Linked DNA regions of Sus scrofa: region 1 is linked to region 2. A link is a contact called in public Hi-C data. All regions are on one chromosome and are shown on one strand. The core of a region is the stretch at or near the end of the contact, and the rest is flanking DNA. Distances in the headings are between cores, read along the strand shown. Region 1 holds the start of PPP1R12A (protein phosphatase 1 regulatory subunit 12A). Region 2 overlaps OTOGL (otogelin-like protein).

Region 1 (4,718 bases), core at 1,872-4,371, 210 kb before region 2:
CCAATTAAAGAAACTTTTAAAAATGCAAGCTGTTTATATTAAAATGGAAGTAAAATATTAGATTGAGAAGAGTATTTATGGGTTTTAAAGTTCATAAAACTTATCTCTTGACAGTGAAATTTAAGATGCTTGATCAAAACCAAAAGGGTAAACGAATATTCCAAGAGACTAATCGATAATTAATCTGGTTAAAAACGTTCTAGCTATTCTATGAACTTTTGAGAGGTTAAATAAAAAATATTCAAGGACTATTCACCCAATCAGGTCTATTTTAGGTTTTGTAATTTAAGTATTTAAAACAATCAATATCTAAGACATTTTTAAGGTTAAAATTTTCTTGTGATGCTTTTTAAAATAGTTTTATCACCTTTCACTATCCGTTGTTCTGAATTTGCCCAAAGCGAACTCCTCGTTCTGTCACAATGGCAAAAAAGTACAAGAGTTAATAAACAAGAAATGAGGATGGAGAAAACACAATAAAAATTTGAATGCTTGATATTTTAAAGATTTTGACATTACTGACTTAAGGAATGTGCAAATAAATTACAAAAAGATATTATGTAAATGATTATGCAGAAACCTGGAAACTACTGCTTAAGCGCTTGTCAATTAAAAAGGAAAATAAATAAAGACAACACCTGTATAATGCCAAACCACTGAATTCAGTTAACCAGGAAGACACTGATAAGTCTGATAATTCTTGCAACATGTCCAAAACTTCTTGAAGAAGGAAAAAAAAAAATTAATAAACCTGTTACATGTATTTTCTCTTTCTACCTAAGCCAATAATAATTAATATAAGCATTAAAATTTTTCCTTTTCCTCCAGGCCAATACAATTGGGCTCCTCAACAACCATAGTAACTTCACATTTCTATATGAAAATTTTAATCAAACCTACTGATATAAACCACTATCTGCCTATCTGACCTCAAGCATACAAAAATCTGTCTTCCCAAATCAATTTCATACTAAACCATGCAAATTACATGTGAAAGAAATTTGTAAAGGTTCATCTTACATAATTATCACTTCTAATACCAAAAGCTTCTTTCATTCTCGACACCATGTTTCTAGAATCTCAGTTATGCTACACCTTAAAATAAACCTCAGTCAAAAAAAAGTTTGCTATACATTAGAGACTAAATTAATGAAACAGATATAGAGCTTAAGGCCCTCCTATACTTTTACTGGTGCCACATTCCAAATTCCAGATTTGTCCTGCAATTTGTCAGTCATTATAGTTCATCCAGTCAACTTCGTAAACAAAGGCTACCAGCCAAGTTTGATAGGAGAATTCAATCAAATAAAACTTAAAACGGTCATCATTCACGAAACAGGAAGCAGGAAAAATGCCACCACCACCAGACACCTCTTTTAAAAAGGCAGCAAGATAATATGTATGAAATACAAAGCCCTAATTTTCCACCTCCCAAACAAGTTCCTGTTACAAAATTAATTTTGTCTTAATCAAAAAAACTACCATCTTACACATATAACCAAGACAACTTTGGGTTAGCTTCCAAGTCTCCTCGTTGTAAGGGAAGCTACTGCTGTAAAGTCGTTTCCTAGTAATTCCAAGGTGCCTACTGAGAAAATATAAAGAGTTTATGTCTTGACATCTATTTCCATCACTAAAAATTGCTTTTTATGCGGAACTCTATGTGGTGGTGTTGCTTTTGGCCTGTTAAAGGCAAAGCAACATTATCTCTGGATTGCCAATAGTTTCTCCTTATTTGGCTAACATTGAGCGATCCCAATCAGACTCCTATAAAACTTTAACATGCCCAAAGCATCCATTTTGAGAAAAGTTTGTGACCAGCCTTCTCTTTTCCCACCCCCCAAAAGAAAAACCAGAGCTGGGGAGCCGACCCCGAAAAGAGTGTCTTCGTACTTATTCTCCTCTTTCCAACCCCAGTGCACACCCTGGGACCTGGGGCCACAGGATCTCCGACACTGCGGCCACCTCTGCTCCCAGGGACTGTCCGTACGTTCCCGTCCAGCGAGGGGCGAGCCCCGGAGGAGGCCTCCTTCCCGTGCCCACCTTCCCGTCCTCCCTTCCAGCCGGTGCCCGTCAACTCGTCGCACCCCCTCCCCAGTGACCGAGGGGAATAAAGGGGAAAACAGGAAACCGCCCGCTCGGGGCGCCCGGCTCGGGGCTCTCGATTCCTGCGACTACCATCACCGCCCTGACCGAGTCCTAAAACCCATACATTCCGTGCCCACCTACAAGCCACAGGCGTCCGCCCATCCCAGGGCCCCGAATGCCCCCGTTCGTGGTTTGCCGCGGCGGCCCCGGTCGCCCGAGCCTGCCGCTAACATCGGGGCCCAGGCGCGCACAGCCTCCCCGGCTCGGCCCCAGAGCCCAGGGCGCGTCCCCAGCGGGCCGGGGCCCCAGCGGCCCGCCGTCCCTCTCCCCTCTGCCCCGGAAACAGCCCGGCTCCCCCACTCCGCCACCGGCTGGACGGAAGGGGCCTCGAGCGCAGGCCCTCCTCCTCCGCGGGAAGCCGCCTCCTCGCCCCGCAGCAGGGAGCCTCCCGCCGCCCGCAGCCTGCGCAGGCCGGGGCGGAGGCCGGCGCAGACCCGGGGGCCGGGGGCCGGCGCCGGGCGCACAGACCTGGTGCAGGGCGGTGAGCCCGTCCACATTGGCGTAGTTGATGTCGGCGCCGCGGTGCAGCAGCTTGAGCACCTCGTCCGTGTCGCCGCTGGAGCAGGCGGCCAGGAAGACGGCGCCATCGTCGAACTTCACCTTGGTCTTCTGGCGCTTCACCACGGGGGGCTCGAGGTCCGTCTCGGAGCCGATCCAGCGCTTCAGCTGCTCGTTCCGCTTCTGCTTCGCGTCCGCCATCTTCATCCCCTCTCCTGCCGCCGGGTCTGCCGAGCGCGCGGAGGGCGGGGGAGGCGGCGAGCGGAGGGGCGGCGGGCAGGGGGCGTGGGGCTGCCCCGGCGAGCGCGGCCCGGCGGCGGGCTGGGCACCGGGCGGAGACGCTCGAGACTGCCAGTATCCCACAGAGCACTGGGGCGGCGCGCCCGGCCGCGCGGACCTCCCTTCGACCGCAGACGCCCGCCCGCCCCCGGCCCGGCCGCCCGTCCGTCCCGGCGGCCCGTCTAACGTAACTTCGCGAGATCCGGGCAGGGAGGCGCCCGGCGCCCAGTGCGCACGCGCGCCGGCCTGCGCCCGCCCCAGGAAGAGCGCGGCGGCGCGCGGCGGCGGGCGGGGGTCGGGCCGCGGGAGGGGAGCGGGCGTGGCCCCGGCGGCCGGGGCTGCGGGGCTGGGACCGGCCGGGAAGGGCGGGGGCGGGGCGGGGAGGCGCCCGGCCCCTCGAGGGCTGCCGGGGCTGCGGAGGCCCGCCGTCGGCGTTGGGGCGGCTCCGGGAGCGGGCCTGCCTCCGGCGCTGTCTCGGCTCCGCCGGGGCGCTTGCTCAGGGCGGAGGGCTTGCCTATTGGTTGCGTTATTTGAATGGAATGGAGGAGAGGGAGGTCACGAATCCAGCGCTAGTGCCTCCTCTTTCTCAGGCACCCCGATGAGCTTGCCGAGGCCCTTCTAAAAGCGGGGTCTGGGTAGCGAGGGCTTTGGTGGTGCTTGTCCAGATCTCAGCGCAAGGTGACCGCCTGGCGACGAGGGTTGGCCTGCGGGCGTTGCGGTGGCTTTCTGCCAGCCTCGCTGTAGAAACGTCTTTCCGCTTACGCTTTTTTGTTGTTGATGTGTTCCTGGGGGTTGGGGTTCTTTGGTTTTGGTTCTGTTTTTGTCTCAAGCATATTTTGGGTCCTCTGTCCCTTCCTTGAGCGCTTTCATCCTCCCTGGTGCTACTCCTGAACTTAGCTCAGCCTGTTACTGGTCCTGACCTTTTAAGGGATTCCTGGTTCCTGCTCTATCGCTTTCTAAGGATGGCTAAAGACCCAGCTGCTTCTAGAATTCAAAAGGAATGTTAATATTACGCAATTGATTTAGCCGGTATTTATTGAATACTTACTATGAGCCAGTCATTGTTCTAAGCACTAGTGATACAGTGACGTATTTAAACCACCTGAGATCACGTGATCAAAAATATTTTATAGTTTATCGTCATAAAAAGGCTGGTGAACGTTTTCTTGTATGACACACACACACACACACACACACACACGGTTTGTAACAAATACTGTCTTTTGAGCCATCTATTTATAATCTCCACCAGTTGACATTTTCCTAAACAATACATTGTTTTCACCCTCAGTTTTCTACAGCATTTAGAGCCAGAATAAATCATAAAAGGTTAACATTAAATGGAACTTGAGGGATCATCTAGACTGAGTCCCAAAGAACTAATTGACTCACCTAATTTTCTTTGCAGCAGGATTTAGGATTCCATCAGCAGATAGCACCTGTACTGGGTCAGGCATTGTTCCAGATGCTGGAGATACAGCAGTGAACAATTAAGGTTCTCTTACCTTCCAGAGGACTACATTACAGCTTATCAAATTGATAAATAAAAAATAATTCTAACATGGTTGTGATTACCTGCCTGTAATGCTGAATTTTCTGAACACCAATTACCAGGGAAGTAATAGCCCAAACAAGGGTAAAAATATTTCCCTTGAAAATATTGGACAAATTGAAGTGAGTGTAACATGCATAAAAGGGTCTGATGATATCAGACCCTTGAATAACAATGGTGTTAGGTGCTGGAGAATTCTTAGCACTAAAATTCAAAATTCCTATCCACTTAAAAAACTCTG
Region 2 (4,295 bases), core at 620-3,119:
TGTAAAGAGATCAGGATAAAAGGACAAATAAGTTGAGTCGGATAAATCCAAGGGGACACGGGAACAGGTCATAAACTCCAACACCATATCTGCAAGTGACAAAGGAAAAAGGTGAGGTATGCATTTGGGTCTGCTTCTTCTTTCCGAGATCGTTCCTGGGGTCGTGCCCCTCCTGCATTTCCATCCTGCACGCCTTACGTCTTGGCCACAGAGTAATAGTTCACTCTCCCGGAAGAGAAAACAGTTTCAAAATGTTCTTTTCTCCTGTCTTCCCAGTTTTGGTCGTGTTCTCCCATATCCCCAACTCTCAGAGGTGAGACTGGGCATGTCTTGGTTCCCCTACAGCGTCTCCATTAATGCTTTTTTCCCCCCTTTGCAGCGCCTCTCCCATCAGTTCTCCCCTTTCCATTCTCGCCACTGTCCCTCTGGGTTAGGTCTTCATCAGTTCTTGGATGTCCTGTATGTCATTTTCCTGTTTTCCCTCTGCCCTTTTGATCGCACCCTATTTCAACCTCTCCAGTACATTCCTATCAGGTGTAGGGACCCAAACAGAATTCTAATCCTTTCCCCAACCTGCTCAGAAACATTGAGTGGCTCCCCATTGCATTCCAAATAAAAGATAAACATGTCATGTACAAGGCACCCTCACAATCAAATCCTACTTTTTATTTCCAAATTTATCTTTTTCCACTTTCCAACACATAGCTGTGCTCTAGCTGCTACCCCGTTGCTTTCTTCTTTCCTTGTTCTCGCACGTTTAGAGCAGTGTCTTAATCGTCTCTGTATTCCATGTGACACAGAGTGGAATGTCTTGCTTAAAACAGAGAGTTCAAGTAAAAATTGAGGAGTTTTGCTTTCTGTGAATTCAAAACCCATGGAGTACTGCCCTCTTTTGGTTACAGTAGCCCAGATCCAAGCCTCCAAATAGGGAATGATACTGCATGACTCATCTTTTCCTTTTGGTTAGAACCCTCATGGAAACAAACAAGGCAGGGTGAAATAATTCCATCCTCTTTTCTCATTTTATCTGGCTTCAAAGATTGTTTGTTTAAGGATATAGAAAGAAGATAAAATTCTGTATAGAAAACTTGCATCTCTACTGATTCAAATCATCTATTATATGTATACTCAGAGCTGGAGTAAAGCCAATAGTACTTTGAACATTTCCAGAACTCCAGAAATTTTCAGGCCTCAGCGTAGACTTTTAGGTAAAAGCTGGGAGATAGTCAAAGAACACGCATTCCCCAAGGGGTTTGTAAGGTGAAGGACGGAGATCTGATTTGAGGGTTGTTGGAACAAGTAGCAAGGTGGTTTATTCACACGAATCTTGGTGTTTGGTCAGGTAGGAAATAAGGTGGCCTGGCCTAGAAGATAGAGTACTTCTGTAGGACCTTACTGGGTTCCCAGTTGACTGGGACTCCACCTGAGCCCGTCTTGAAGACCCAGCAGACGTAGAAGGGAATGATGACTCGGAGTCCAGGAAGAAGGCTGGTCACGTTTTCAAGAAAGGACGGCAGGATGATAGATGTGTAGGAAAAAGACTCCAAGTGATTATGATATGAATGTCCAGGGTTGTTCATTTTAGAGCTTTTATAACCATGTTTTGGTTATGAATCCCATTGAACCTCGCGAGGTATAGAGGTAATAAATCGTAGCTGTGCATGCATTATAAAGAACAGGAAATCTCAATTAAGGCGGGCCCTGAGCTCTATCTCAAATGTCAATGAAACCAAACTTCCTTGGATCTGAAAGCAAGAAGCATTCTAAAAGGGAAACTCAGTGGGTGACGGGAGGCTCCACCCCTCTTGCAGGAGGACGGAAAGGTTGTGGGCTGGGGCCTGACGCAATCCTGGCACCACCTTTGATTGGGAGCTAATGTTAGCAGGAAGATCAGGTGTCAGTCATGTTGTTCTCTGCTATCTTGAGAAGGTCACCGGATTGCTGCCCCTTCTTTTTTGAAATCTGATCTGGGGACCACAAACAGCCACAATGAGTTGGGTCACTGCCATGAGCTCTAACTGGGCTGGCAGGGCTGACTCGGTGCCAGTAGTAGACACAGGATGCTGCTTGAAATATTCAGATGGTGAGAGGGTTGGGTTTCTTTTTCATTTTCAGTAATGCTATTTGAGGAGATAGGATTGTATATGAACATCAAAGAGATTTCTCCTTCTTGGGTAGAGGAGAGACGCGAAAGTCTGTCCCTTTCTGCTGTTAAATATTAAGCTGTGGATGACTTGCTGTTTTGGGAGGCTGCTGTCCTTTTCCAATGTGGTGGGCCTTCTCTTAAATGTCAGCATTTAAATTTGTTCAAACATCTGTAAGAAACAATGGAAAATCCCTCTTGTGAGCAAGGATACATACCCATCTATAAATATGGGTTCTTTTATTTCTGTGTGAATTTGCAAGCAGCACCTCACTGGAGCTGAACTTCTGCTATATAAATAAAACCATCTGGTGCATCCAGAGAATTTCAGTCTCTAGAGAACAGGATCATAAACAATCGATCCTCCCCAGAGCTTTCAGTATGTTCGTTTGACTTAAGCTTTCCCACAGCACTACTTCAATTCTTTTATCTGTGTTTAATCTTCCAAGGATTTTATAATTGGTCTCTTTAATTTTTTTTTTTTGTGGGTACATAAGGAAAAAGCACCCACCACTTTTGGCAAAGTAAAGAATGATGCATCCTTTAAGGTATTTTGCTGAGTGGATCACAAATAGATATTCAGACAGATTAAGAGAGAGTCTGGAAGAAGGAAGTATGTTATTCCATTTTTCTGATGGGAAAATGAGACATAGAGTGAAAAGTTCAGGGTCCCATGTACCACAACTATTAACTGCTAAACATAATTCAGATTTTGTGACTCCCAGTTGAATCATCTTTTTTTTACTCAACACTGTCTTCAACTTGATGTTTATTTTCTTTGAAGCATGGATAGCAAGCATGTTTTTTCAGTAAAACAAAGAGTAGCCAATATTTGACCAATTGACCAAACAAGACCCACCAGCTGGGAAATTGGTTAAGTCTCATAAGAATGAAATTAGCTTTCTTCTGCTTCCCTCCCTTCCTCCCGCCTTTCCTTTCTTCCTTTCCTCCCTCTCTCTCTCTCTCTCTCTTTCTTTTTCTTTTTCTGCTTTTTAGGGCTGCACCAGTGGCATATGAAGTTTCCAAGCTAGGGGTTGAATTGGAGCTGTAGTTGCCGGTCTACGCCATAGCAACGCGGGATCTGAACTCTGTCTGCGACCTACACCATAGCTTATGGCAACGCCAGATCCTTAACCCACTGAGTGAGGCCAGGAATCAAACCCTAATGGATCCTCATGGATCCTAGTCGGGTTCGTTAACCCCTGAGCCATGAAGGGAACTCCCTGCTTTTCTTTTCTTTCTTAAAAAACCTCTCCTGCCTCCTTTAGCAGAAATTGTTCAGTGTTAATTTATTTCATGGAAGAAATGAATTTCTAGGAGACTTCTAAAACCAGAATATGTTTGCCTGTAAGACAAAAATATCACAAAAGTCAGACCGTTGAATGCGGGCCAGAGAGTCTTTGTAGCCACAAGCTGCATTGGAATCACCTGAGGAGCTTTAACATGAAACATTAGTGCCACACATGGAAATTAGCGTCTCATTGCTTGGTTGAGGCTCTCCAAAATAATTCTAGTCTTGCAGGCTGGGTCTGAGAACTAGTATTTGATGCACCTGATTCCACAGGGATCCTAGGCCTGTGGATTCCAGTCGTTCTGCTAGGGTAGTCTTCTTTACTTTGGAAAAATTTTAGGTGAAGCTGAAAAATTAGATAGCAATACAGAAGGAGGCTTGGGAGGGATAGAAAACAGCTAAATGCACTGGGAAGACTCACCGTAAACTCGTTTATACTTTTCCCCGAGGTTTGATTAGACCTCCGGTAAAGCTTGGGTGGTCAGAAGGACAAACGCAGATGGCCAGGGCCTCGTGACCACGGCTCCTGCAAGAGGTGGCCCCAGCTCCTCCGGCACCATTTTCGTAATAGGTTGAAATACTATAGACTCTGCCTTTTAAATTTGGATTACAACAATGCTGTTGTTTTTATGATTTATTGTGGCACATAATAGCATTAATAGCAAGTTCCCTTAGCTGAAATTATATTTGGATATGATTTATTAGGCTGCTCTATGCACTCACCAATATCTGCTTAGTTATTTATTTGGGACTAGGATATGGCCTGCGTCTTAAGTGACCCACAAAAGAGCCTCCCAAGTCCAGCAAATATATACTTTTACTAGCGTAATTTTAAAATATCTTAATTCTTAGAAATAGTAA

The links. Hi-C and Micro-C count contacts between places; a contact is called where the count stands out from the background.
Region 1: a Hi-C map of embryonic fibroblasts shows a contact between it and region 2, with 2.9 times the contacts expected there. A contact is called at or near these places in 9 of 47 Hi-C or Micro-C datasets (alveolar macrophages, embryonic fibroblasts, fetal heart ventricle and 5 more) and 1 of 2 datasets of targeted methods (skeletal muscle).

Annotation. Positions count from the first base shown.
Region 1 is chr5:101,488,685-101,493,402 of Sscrofa11.1, reverse strand. PPP1R12A (protein phosphatase 1 regulatory subunit 12A) reads right to left here and starts at 3,121. Exons shown (of 26, transcript XM_021092811.1): 1 at 2,617-3,121. The coding sequence starts at 2,853.
Region 2 is chr5:101,274,500-101,278,794 of Sscrofa11.1, reverse strand. The region is part of intron 1 of OTOGL (otogelin-like protein); the gene reads left to right. Among named protein-coding and RNA genes, the nearest start is that of OTOGL, 42 kb to the left of the region's middle.